Regions from separate parts of the Mus musculus genome. Here all the other regions are linked to region 3. Evidence: chromatin contacts called from public HiChIP or PLAC-seq data. All regions are on one chromosome and are shown on one strand. The core of a region is the stretch at or near the end of the contact, and the rest is flanking DNA. Distances in the headings are between cores, read along the strand shown. Region 1 overlaps Znrf2 (zinc and ring finger 2). Region 2 has its middle 50 kb from the start of Znrf2. Region 3 holds the start of Znrf2 (zinc and ring finger 2).

Region 1 (2,700 bases), core at 185-2,684, 33 kb before region 3:
GAAGGCCTCTCAGATGTGTGGGGCCTGGTAGCTGAAGACTGATCCTTTGTTGGAGCTGTGTCCCCAACAAAGCCATTGATATCACAGGAACCTAGTGGGGTAATGGGTAAGTCTGTCATTTTAAATGACACAAAGGCCAATTACAGTACAATTTATCCTTCTACCTGCCAGTGGGTTTATGCTTCAAAAGAAGACTGCTTTTGCCCTTTCAAGGTTGTTGTGTCAGCTCCTAGCCTGACCAACACTCTAAACCAGTTAGAAGCACCCCCCCATCCCACCCCCCCCCCCCTGCAGTGAACGAAGTTGCTTTTGGTTTACTTCAGACTTTGGGGGGTCCTTTCCTCATTACCTGCTCACCCGTGAGCCCAACAGCCTCCATATTCACTCTATGTGACATCACTGCTGCTATGTACATCTTCTCTCTCAAGTGTGATACCCTCTGTGAGGCAGAAGTTATACATCCTTATATATTCTGTGTATATATTCTATTCCCAATTCCTCTCCCACCTAGACCTACAGACAACACTGAATACCTAAACCACCTTAGCTTCAATTCTACAGAGGGAATAGCAGCAAAATTAAGAAGCAGAACAAAGAACTCTAATTATGGCTAATCATAATCACAAGCAGTCAAGTCCTAAACCGCTCATGATTTTCCAAATTTATTTATAAAGAAAAACTGTTTCAAACATACTAAAATTAACCACTTTCTGTAAGCAAACAAGTTTTATAATACACAGCTAAAGTTCTGAAGTCTAACCTGAGAAGACAGCCATTTCAGCTGCTAGGGAGACCTATTAAATGGTAGGCATGTATAGGATTAACTGCTAGGAAAAAATTCTCCTAGAAATACAAGATAAACAACCTCCTAAGCCAGGACAAGACACAGATCGCCTACCCTGACTTTCTAATAAGAATAACTTCAGCTCAAGAGGTCAATGGAGAAAACAGCAAATGAAATCCCCAGCACTGAACCCTACTTCTATTAAGAGCAAAATATGTGAAATGAAAGCACCAGACCAGGGAAGAGCACAATGTAGCAAAATACATTCCAAAACAAGGTTGCTTGCTACATTGTAACCTTGTTCAACAAGTGCTTTATAGTCTAAAGACAAGATTCTCTAATGAATCATCCAAAGTAATCCTGAAGGAACATACATAACTCATGTCAACAGAGATCACTGCATAGCAGAGATTCTTGGAAATGTATTTCACATGGGTCCAAGTTTTAAGCCCATTAAGGAAAGTCAATGTTTTCTATTGTCTGCCTGTGTCTGATAAGTCTTTGTTCATTTTTTTCCGGTAGTCTTTACAAAATCATTACTTTTGAAGATAATGGAAACAGGAAATGAATGAAGCAAGGTTTAGGTGACCTATTTTGTGTAGTCCAAAAGTCATTAATACTACTTTGGACACAAAGTAATAAGCATTCAAATATCTGAGTGAAAGGTCATCCAAAGATTTGCTGGTTGTTTAGACTGAAGGATACAGAAAGGATTCACTAAATGTCTTACAATAGCTTTTAAAAACAATTAAGCCTTCCAGTTTTCTGTAAGTTTCTGTTTTTAAACAACAATCACCCCCACCCTCCCCCCACCCTCCCCCACCCTCCCCCACCCTCCTACTTCCTGAGAACAAAGCCACAGCAGAGGAGCAGACACTCTCCAGCTTTACCCAGTGCACACACCTTCAGTGCAGTCCAAAAGACGCTACAGTAAACCACTCCCACTTCATGCTCAAGGTTGTGAGGCTGGAAACGGTCCTACAGGAGCATCCAATCTCCTTTTATAGAGAAAAGCCAATGCAGTAAGAATTCTACCCTTTGCTTATTTACAATTTATACTTAAACAACACTCTCTTAGTCTATCCTCACCCTCAGTGCCAAACAGTCACTGGGCTCAGTCAATCAAGATGATCATATTTGTGACTTCCCCCTAACCTGTGTATGCACGCCTGTCTGTCTCTGTCTGTCTCTGTCTTGCCTCTGTCTCTGTCTCTGTCTCTGTCTCTGTCTCTCTCTCTCTCTCTCTCTCTCTGTGTGTGTGTGTGTGTGTGTGTGTGTGTGAAGCCTAGAGATCTGGAAGCTAGAATGACTATAAAACCTCAGGAGTGGGTCATCCTCATGGATGCTCTTTGTGTAGAGAAAAACTGATATTGAAAACCACAGGTGACTAGAAAGCAATGCTGCCTGACCAACACAGAAAATGAAGAGTGGGATTTCTTCTTTATTTCTAATCTGTGAGTGAATTTATGTATCTTACAAAAAAATGTCCAGTAAAATGCAATTGCTCTCATCAACCAAACAACAGAAAAGGGGAACAGAAACAAAGGTGAGGTGGAATGGTTGAAAAGTTGGGGACAGGCCAGTTCCATGAGAATCAAATCAAACCCCAGGAGGTAATGCAAACATTTTTGGTAAAGTACCCAGTAAGGAAACAAAGATCAATGCCTCAAAATGGCCCCCCATAACTAGTAATGAAGGGCAGTGAGACAGGGACAGGATGATCACTAAAGGAAAACAAACGAAACAACAATTCAGGAAATGCTTTGAGTGTTTCCACCCACTGCAGCGGTTTACGTTCTGGAAATCTGTTCAAGAGTTTGGCTGTGTTGAGAAGTAGTAGACATTTTAAGGGGTGGGGCCTAGTATGCATGTAATTCTCAAAGGACTGTACCAGTTTCTGCAAGAACAAATGTATT
Region 2 (2,700 bases), core at 134-2,633, 50 kb after region 3:
TGTAATCAGACTCTCTGGCCTATTTGCCTCCAGGGAGGCTGAGCCCTTCCCAAAACTGAGTTCCTGAATTTTCTGATTTGGAGTGCAGTCTCCGGGTCAGTGAATCACAGATCATGCAGTTGGATAAGAGAGTGCCCATCCTCCCTCCATCCCGAGCTGCTGCTGTAACTCTAACAAGGCCAGTTAGAAGTCAAGTTCCTCTGGCTTCCTGGAAAACAAACAGAAATGCAATTTAGCTGTAGCAGAGTTCCTGACAGCCCTAAGATTTCACCGGACTTGAAGCCTGGTGCATGTGTTTACATGGACAATTCATTGGGAAACCTGGGGGGGGGGGGGGGGCGCCAGCTCCAGCTTGTGAGATTCATCTCCCATTGGCAATGACAACCAATGGCTGGGGATGAAGGCATGACCCAGGCCATCCACTGTCACAATCAATGAAAGTAACAGGAAAGGATTTTAGAAACACCCAATGCTCGGTCACTGCTGTTGTTGCTACCGTGGCTCGCCAGCCAAAGGAGAGAAGGGGAAAGACTGGTTCTGCCCAGGTAGCTGCTCTTACAACAGCCTCCTTCACTCTGAGCAGTCCACCCGCAGTTCAACCTCCGAGACCTGGCTGTGATCACTGAAGAGGTGAAGACAAGAAGATGAGATCCACCCAAGGAAACACTGCAGAGTTGAAACATTTTAGTTATCTGGACATCCTTTCCTTATCTTCTTTCAGCTCCTTATATAGCCAAGTGAACCAAATACCTCTGATTGGGATCTCCTTAGAGACAAGAATGATCTCCCCCCCCCCCCCCCGCCCCGCCCCACCCCACCCTGCAGGCTCTTTAGGATTTTCTCTACTACTGTTTTCTTCTCCCTCCACAGAGGAGGGGAAAGGAGAGGTTATTTCAGACTTAGTTGAAAAGAATGCCAAAATTTTTATTTTGCAAGCAAATCTAAGGATCACATAGCAAAAGCTAAGATTCAGGATGCTGTGAAAAGAAGACATCTAGACAAGAGATATTTACATGCTGCTAGTCACATTGGTACCTCCAGCAGCTGGTCAAACTGTTCCACCTACTTTCGGGGACAGGCCTTGAGAAGGCACATAAAAAAAACGAACAGTGAGCGCTTCAAGTCGGTTAGTCATAGGATTTCAGCTCCTGCCACTGGCCCAGCAAGGGCAGGATCCAGCAATATTCTGTTTTCTAGAATCTTTCCTTGTAAGACTTCCAGTGCTCTGATGGAGTTAAGCAAATAGAGGCCAGGGCAATCTGCTACCACCTTCCAGATCTCATAAAGACAAATAAAACTATTTTGTTGTTCTTTCTGTGGCTTCCTACCCACATGTGAGAGACTATGTTAAACATGGGAGGTACCTTTTTTGCAGCTTCCTGCCCTCTTATCCTCTCAAGCAACATCGAGGTCTGTGATCTAGACTAAGTTCCTACATTCAGACCCAACACACAAGGAAAAGCATCAAAATGGAGTTTCTTGTGCTGAAGTTCATATCACCAAGTGCATGTCTTTGTGAAGCTGTTGGGTCCTTGGGAATGAGTTACAGACAGGTGTGAGCTACCATGTGGGTGCTGGGAATTGAGCCTAGGTCCTCTGGAAGAACAGTCAGTGCTCTTCACCACTGAGTCATCTCTCCAGCCCCTCACTTGGGATATTTTTTCCCTAGCTCTGTCTAACTCCCATATTTGAACAAAAATTTCAGCATACTCAGAATTACATATCTACAGTTTTCCTCTGCTCAGACACCAAACACGTTTCTTGATACTATTTTATAGCTGTTTGCAGTATCCCTAGTAATGTATCGCCACAGATTATTCTACCACCCCACCACACACCCAGACATTATCTTATTGGAATGTCTTATTCTGCAGTAGATCACGTTCACTTTCCAAATAGCTATACTAAAATATAACTGGTACACAATAATTCTGCAAATTCAAACATTCAGTTTGACAAGTTTAATGTATAATGTGTATGTGTGTGTATGTGTAGACCCCAGACACCATCACTACAATCAAGATAAAAACGCTCCTATACCTTACCTTCTATCCTCTACACACACTTCCTCCTTCTTCAGCTCTCACCTGCCTCTCGTGGTCACATTTGTTTGATAGATGTTATCTGGACCCCAGTTGTCTTGCACAGGAATTCATAGACTTACAGTGACAGAATGTGATGAGTTTCATTTTATACCATTTCAGACCTAAGCCTTAGAAAGCACACAAGTACCTCCTCACTCTCTCTCTCTCTTCCTACCCCTTCCATTTTCTACTTTTCTTTCTTTTTCCTTTCTTTTTTTCCAGTGCTGGGAATGGAACCCAGAACTCTATCTCCTCAGAGTGACAACGCAGCCCATGCTAACAGTGTCTGCTTGTGTGTTGGATTGTTTCCTCTCAGAACCTCACTGCCATGCCATGAGGAAGCCCAGACAGACAAATAAATGGAGAAGACTGGGTGAGGACTCAGGCCCCTAACTAATAGCCCCAGATGAGCTTTGGGCAGTGGCAGCACCCATGGCTAGCTATTTGGATCGACTGGCATCTTGCTGCTTCAGTTAACACCAAGAATTAAGCCCAAGAACTGTTCTGGCAGCCCACAGATCCCAGGGAATCAACCATTATAGTTTATGTCACTAAGTTTTAGTGTGGTTTGTTGTGTGATCATTAGTAAGTGAAACAAACGGAGAATAGAAGCAAT
Region 3 (2,700 bases), core at 181-2,680:
ACTTGGGAGGCAGAGGCAAGTGGATCTCTGAGTTCGAGGCCAGTCTGGTCTACAGAGTGAGTTCCAGGACAGCCAAGGCTACACAGAGAAAACCTGACTCAAAAAAATACACAAACAAACAAACAAATAAAAAACCTGAAGGGATATAGTTTACATCATTCTGTGCTTACGTGTAAATGTATAATACCAGTCTCATACCGAAAGGAGGTGGCAATATGCGGCTAAGTTCACATTTTCAGGATCAACTGCACCCTTTCTCCTGTTTCAAACAACTTAATTAAAAGCACATCACTGATCTCTAAATTGTTCCTTAACTCTAGTGAACACCGCTCTTCGAAAGACCTTGCCCAATTACTGCCTCTATAGGTAGAGTTGTGATCATTATAAAGATTATCTCTTTAAATAACTGTTCTTGAACTTTTCCACAATCCGCTTCAAACTAAGCAGTAGTGACATTAGCCACACTGTAAAAGTAGCAGTTTCGGGGGTTATGAAGCAACACTTTGCATTAACACATTTAACCAGAAAACAAGTATCCAGTAAGTAGGCAGGGCTATTTACAGAGACGCAAGGATCACAGCTTTGTTAGGAGTCTATCCAAAGGAGAGATAACTTCCTTTTTTCAAACACTCAAACATCCACGTGAGTCCCTTCTGGCTTTGGGCCTTTAAAACTGCTCGCCCTTCAGCTCCGGGGCAGAACTACACTCAGCCACTGATCTCCCCTGACTTCCTGGTACTAAAAGCTACAACCACGAGGCTGTTTCGTCAGTTTGTTTTAAAACAATACTTCTTCCATTCACCGCGTTGCAAGGAGGGAGTGGGGGGTGCGCTTCCCTAGCTGGGGAGCCGCTGCCAGGGCAGGGAGCCGTACCTCCAAACAAGTGCGGGGAGAGGTGGGCCGGGAGCGAGCCGATCACCAGACGCGGCCCGCCAGGGCCCCCGCCCGCCGGCCGGTCCCGGTCCCTAGCGCCGACGCTGTCCTCTGGGCTGCTGTGCACTGAGTCCTGTGAGCCGTACGGGCCGCCGCCGCCGCCAGCGCTGGGGATGCTGAAGGCCGACTGCGCCGCGCGGCCGCCCGACGCGCTGCCCACCGCCCCGCCGAGCGAGCGGCTACGGGGCGCTGCCGGGGCCGAGGCCGCCGCCGCCGCTGCAGCCGCCGCGCCGGCCGAGGCGCTGGGCTGCTGCGCGCCGGACACCGGGGCCGCGAAACGGGCCGCCCGAGCGCCGTCCGCCCCGCCGCCGCCGCTGCCGGTCCCGGAGGGCAGGTCCGAGCCCGAGTAGGCACGGGTGCGGCCGTTGGCGGCGGGGCCGCTCTGCTTGGCGCCCATGTCCGCGCCGCCCCGGGCCGCGAGCGAGCGAGCGAGCGAGCAAGCGAGAGAGGCGGGACGCAGCTCGCGGCTGCCGCTCAGGTAGCCGTGCGGACGCGGTCGCTGCCGGGCCGCCGCGACGGGCCGCTGCCGCTTGCTGCCGCGCTTCGCGGCCTCCGCACCGCCTCCTCCCGGGCGGCCGCTGTCACCGCCGCCATCCTCCGGCTCCCCGGCGGCTCGGAGAGTGGGAGGCGCCCGGCCGGATTGGGGGCCGCCTCCCTGCGCGCCAGCCGCTTGCAACGGGAAAGAGGAACGGGCGGCGCGCGCCCCGGCAACCGTCGCCTCGCGGCCGGCACTGGAGGAGCGGCGGCCGAATCGAGGCAAAGCGCAGAGATTGGGTCCCGCTGCTCTAGCTCTGCCCTACAACTAGGCCGACCCGCCCAGGCCCCGCCCAGCATGTGGTGATGGACAGACCGGTGGCTCCGCCCTCCAGGAGACTCCCCCACCACCAATCAGAAGGCGGCCCCTCCTGCCGCACGTGGCCTGTGAGCGCTGAAGAAAACCAAGTGCACCTTTTCCTGGCTAGGGCGTTCGTGGCAGTATCCCGTGTCTGGAGCTTTGAGTGGGTAGATAATGACCTTCGTTGGTATTGTATACACTGATTAAGCAAACAACAGTCTCAGCAATGAAGACGATTTAAAACAAAAAACAGTACAGGAGCGAAGGACAGAACGAAACAAGGGGAAGGCTGAAGCCAACTTGATCAGAATTATGCTAGGGGAAGGGAAGAGCAAAAAATTGGAAGAACGAACGATAATCCAGCTTGACCTTCAAAGGCAGAGCAAAAACTGAGGTGCAGAGACTATCTTCTCCCGAGATCCAGCCTTCGGGCCTAACACCAAGCCAAATTATGCAGGCTGTAAATTGTTTTACCTTTTTGGACTTTAGCTTCCTTGCCCAGAATGTTTGAGTTAAATCTCCAGAGCGATAGTAGCTTTAAAATCTTGTGGGTTTCTCTAAATGGAACTTAACAGGATTCTAAATGCCTTCCTGTGTGTGGTGCTTGGTCTAGCAGGCTCTGACCCTCCCATTTGGCGGGTACTGGTAGCATTGTCTATGTGCAAGTGTGTTTGTACAAACTGCAAAAATGCACTGTCGCTGTTTTACGCTTTTGTATTTGTGGTGAGTCATTTAAGTAGTGATTCTAGACATTCTTTCAGAAGATAAGGGAATGGAGGGTTGTTTGTTTGTTTGTTTGTTTGTTTTTAATTTGTGTGTGTGTGTGTATAAATGTTTTGCCTGCATGTAAGTTCCCCACGTGTGCCTGGTGCCCAGACTGAAGATCAGACGAAGGTATTCAATCCCTTGGAACTGTAGTTATAGTTAGATGT

Evidence for each region. HiChIP or PLAC-seq counts read pairs in DNA pulled down with a chosen protein or histone mark.
Region 1: an H3K4me3 HiChIP or PLAC-seq map of the SCID.adh cell line shows a contact between it and region 3, with 53 read pairs. The contact joins the enhancer-like site here to the promoter of Znrf2 in region 3. A contact is called at or near these places in 4 of 39 promoter capture datasets (the C10 cell line, the HPC-7 cell line and macrophages), 2 of 15 datasets of contacts at CTCF or cohesin (the G1E-ER4 cell line and the NIH/3T3 cell line), 34 of 484 Hi-C or Micro-C datasets (the Ba/F3 cell line, CD4 T cells, CD8 T cells and 15 more), 19 of 115 datasets of contacts at active chromatin or transcription factors (CD4 single positive thymocytes, CD8 T cells, the HPC-7 cell line and 9 more) and 3 of 9 other capture datasets (adipose tissue, liver and pancreatic islet).
Region 2: a contact with region 3 is called in a BATF HiChIP or PLAC-seq map of CD8 T cells, with 15 read pairs. The contact joins the enhancer-like site here to the promoter of Znrf2 in region 3. A contact is called at or near these places in 8 of 39 promoter capture datasets (the 3T3-L1 cell line, the C10 cell line, hippocampal neurons and 3 more), 1 of 15 datasets of contacts at CTCF or cohesin (CD8 T cells), 43 of 484 Hi-C or Micro-C datasets (B cells, CD4 T cells, CD8 T cells and 23 more), 16 of 115 datasets of contacts at active chromatin or transcription factors (CD8 T cells, the HPC-7 cell line, the SCID.adh cell line and 10 more) and 2 of 9 other capture datasets (adipose tissue and liver).

The regions. Positions count from the first base shown.
Region 1 is chr6:54,848,600-54,851,299 of GRCm38.p6, reverse strand. All of the region lies in intron 1 of Znrf2 (zinc and ring finger 2), which reads right to left. Among named protein-coding and RNA genes, the nearest start is that of Znrf2, 33 kb to the right of the region's middle. Within about 2 kb of position 1,434, at least 73 of the 459 cell types and tissues checked have an H3K27ac peak or open chromatin away from gene starts, as enhancers often do. A contact at or near this core is called in the Ba/F3 cell line, CD4 single positive thymocytes, CD8 T cells and 12 more, where this site is marked.
Region 2 is chr6:54,765,319-54,768,018 of GRCm38.p6, reverse strand. No RefSeq gene overlaps it. Among named protein-coding and RNA genes, the nearest start is that of Znrf2, 50 kb to the left of the region's middle. Within about 2 kb of position 1,383, at least 50 of the 459 cell types and tissues checked have an H3K27ac peak or open chromatin away from gene starts, as enhancers often do. A contact at or near this core is called in CD8 T cells, the SCID.adh cell line, double positive thymocytes and 7 more, where this site is marked.
Region 3 is chr6:54,815,646-54,818,345 of GRCm38.p6, reverse strand. It overlaps Znrf2 (zinc and ring finger 2), which reads right to left and starts at 1,430. Exons shown (of 5, transcript NM_199143.2): 1 at 874-1,430. The coding sequence starts at 1,330.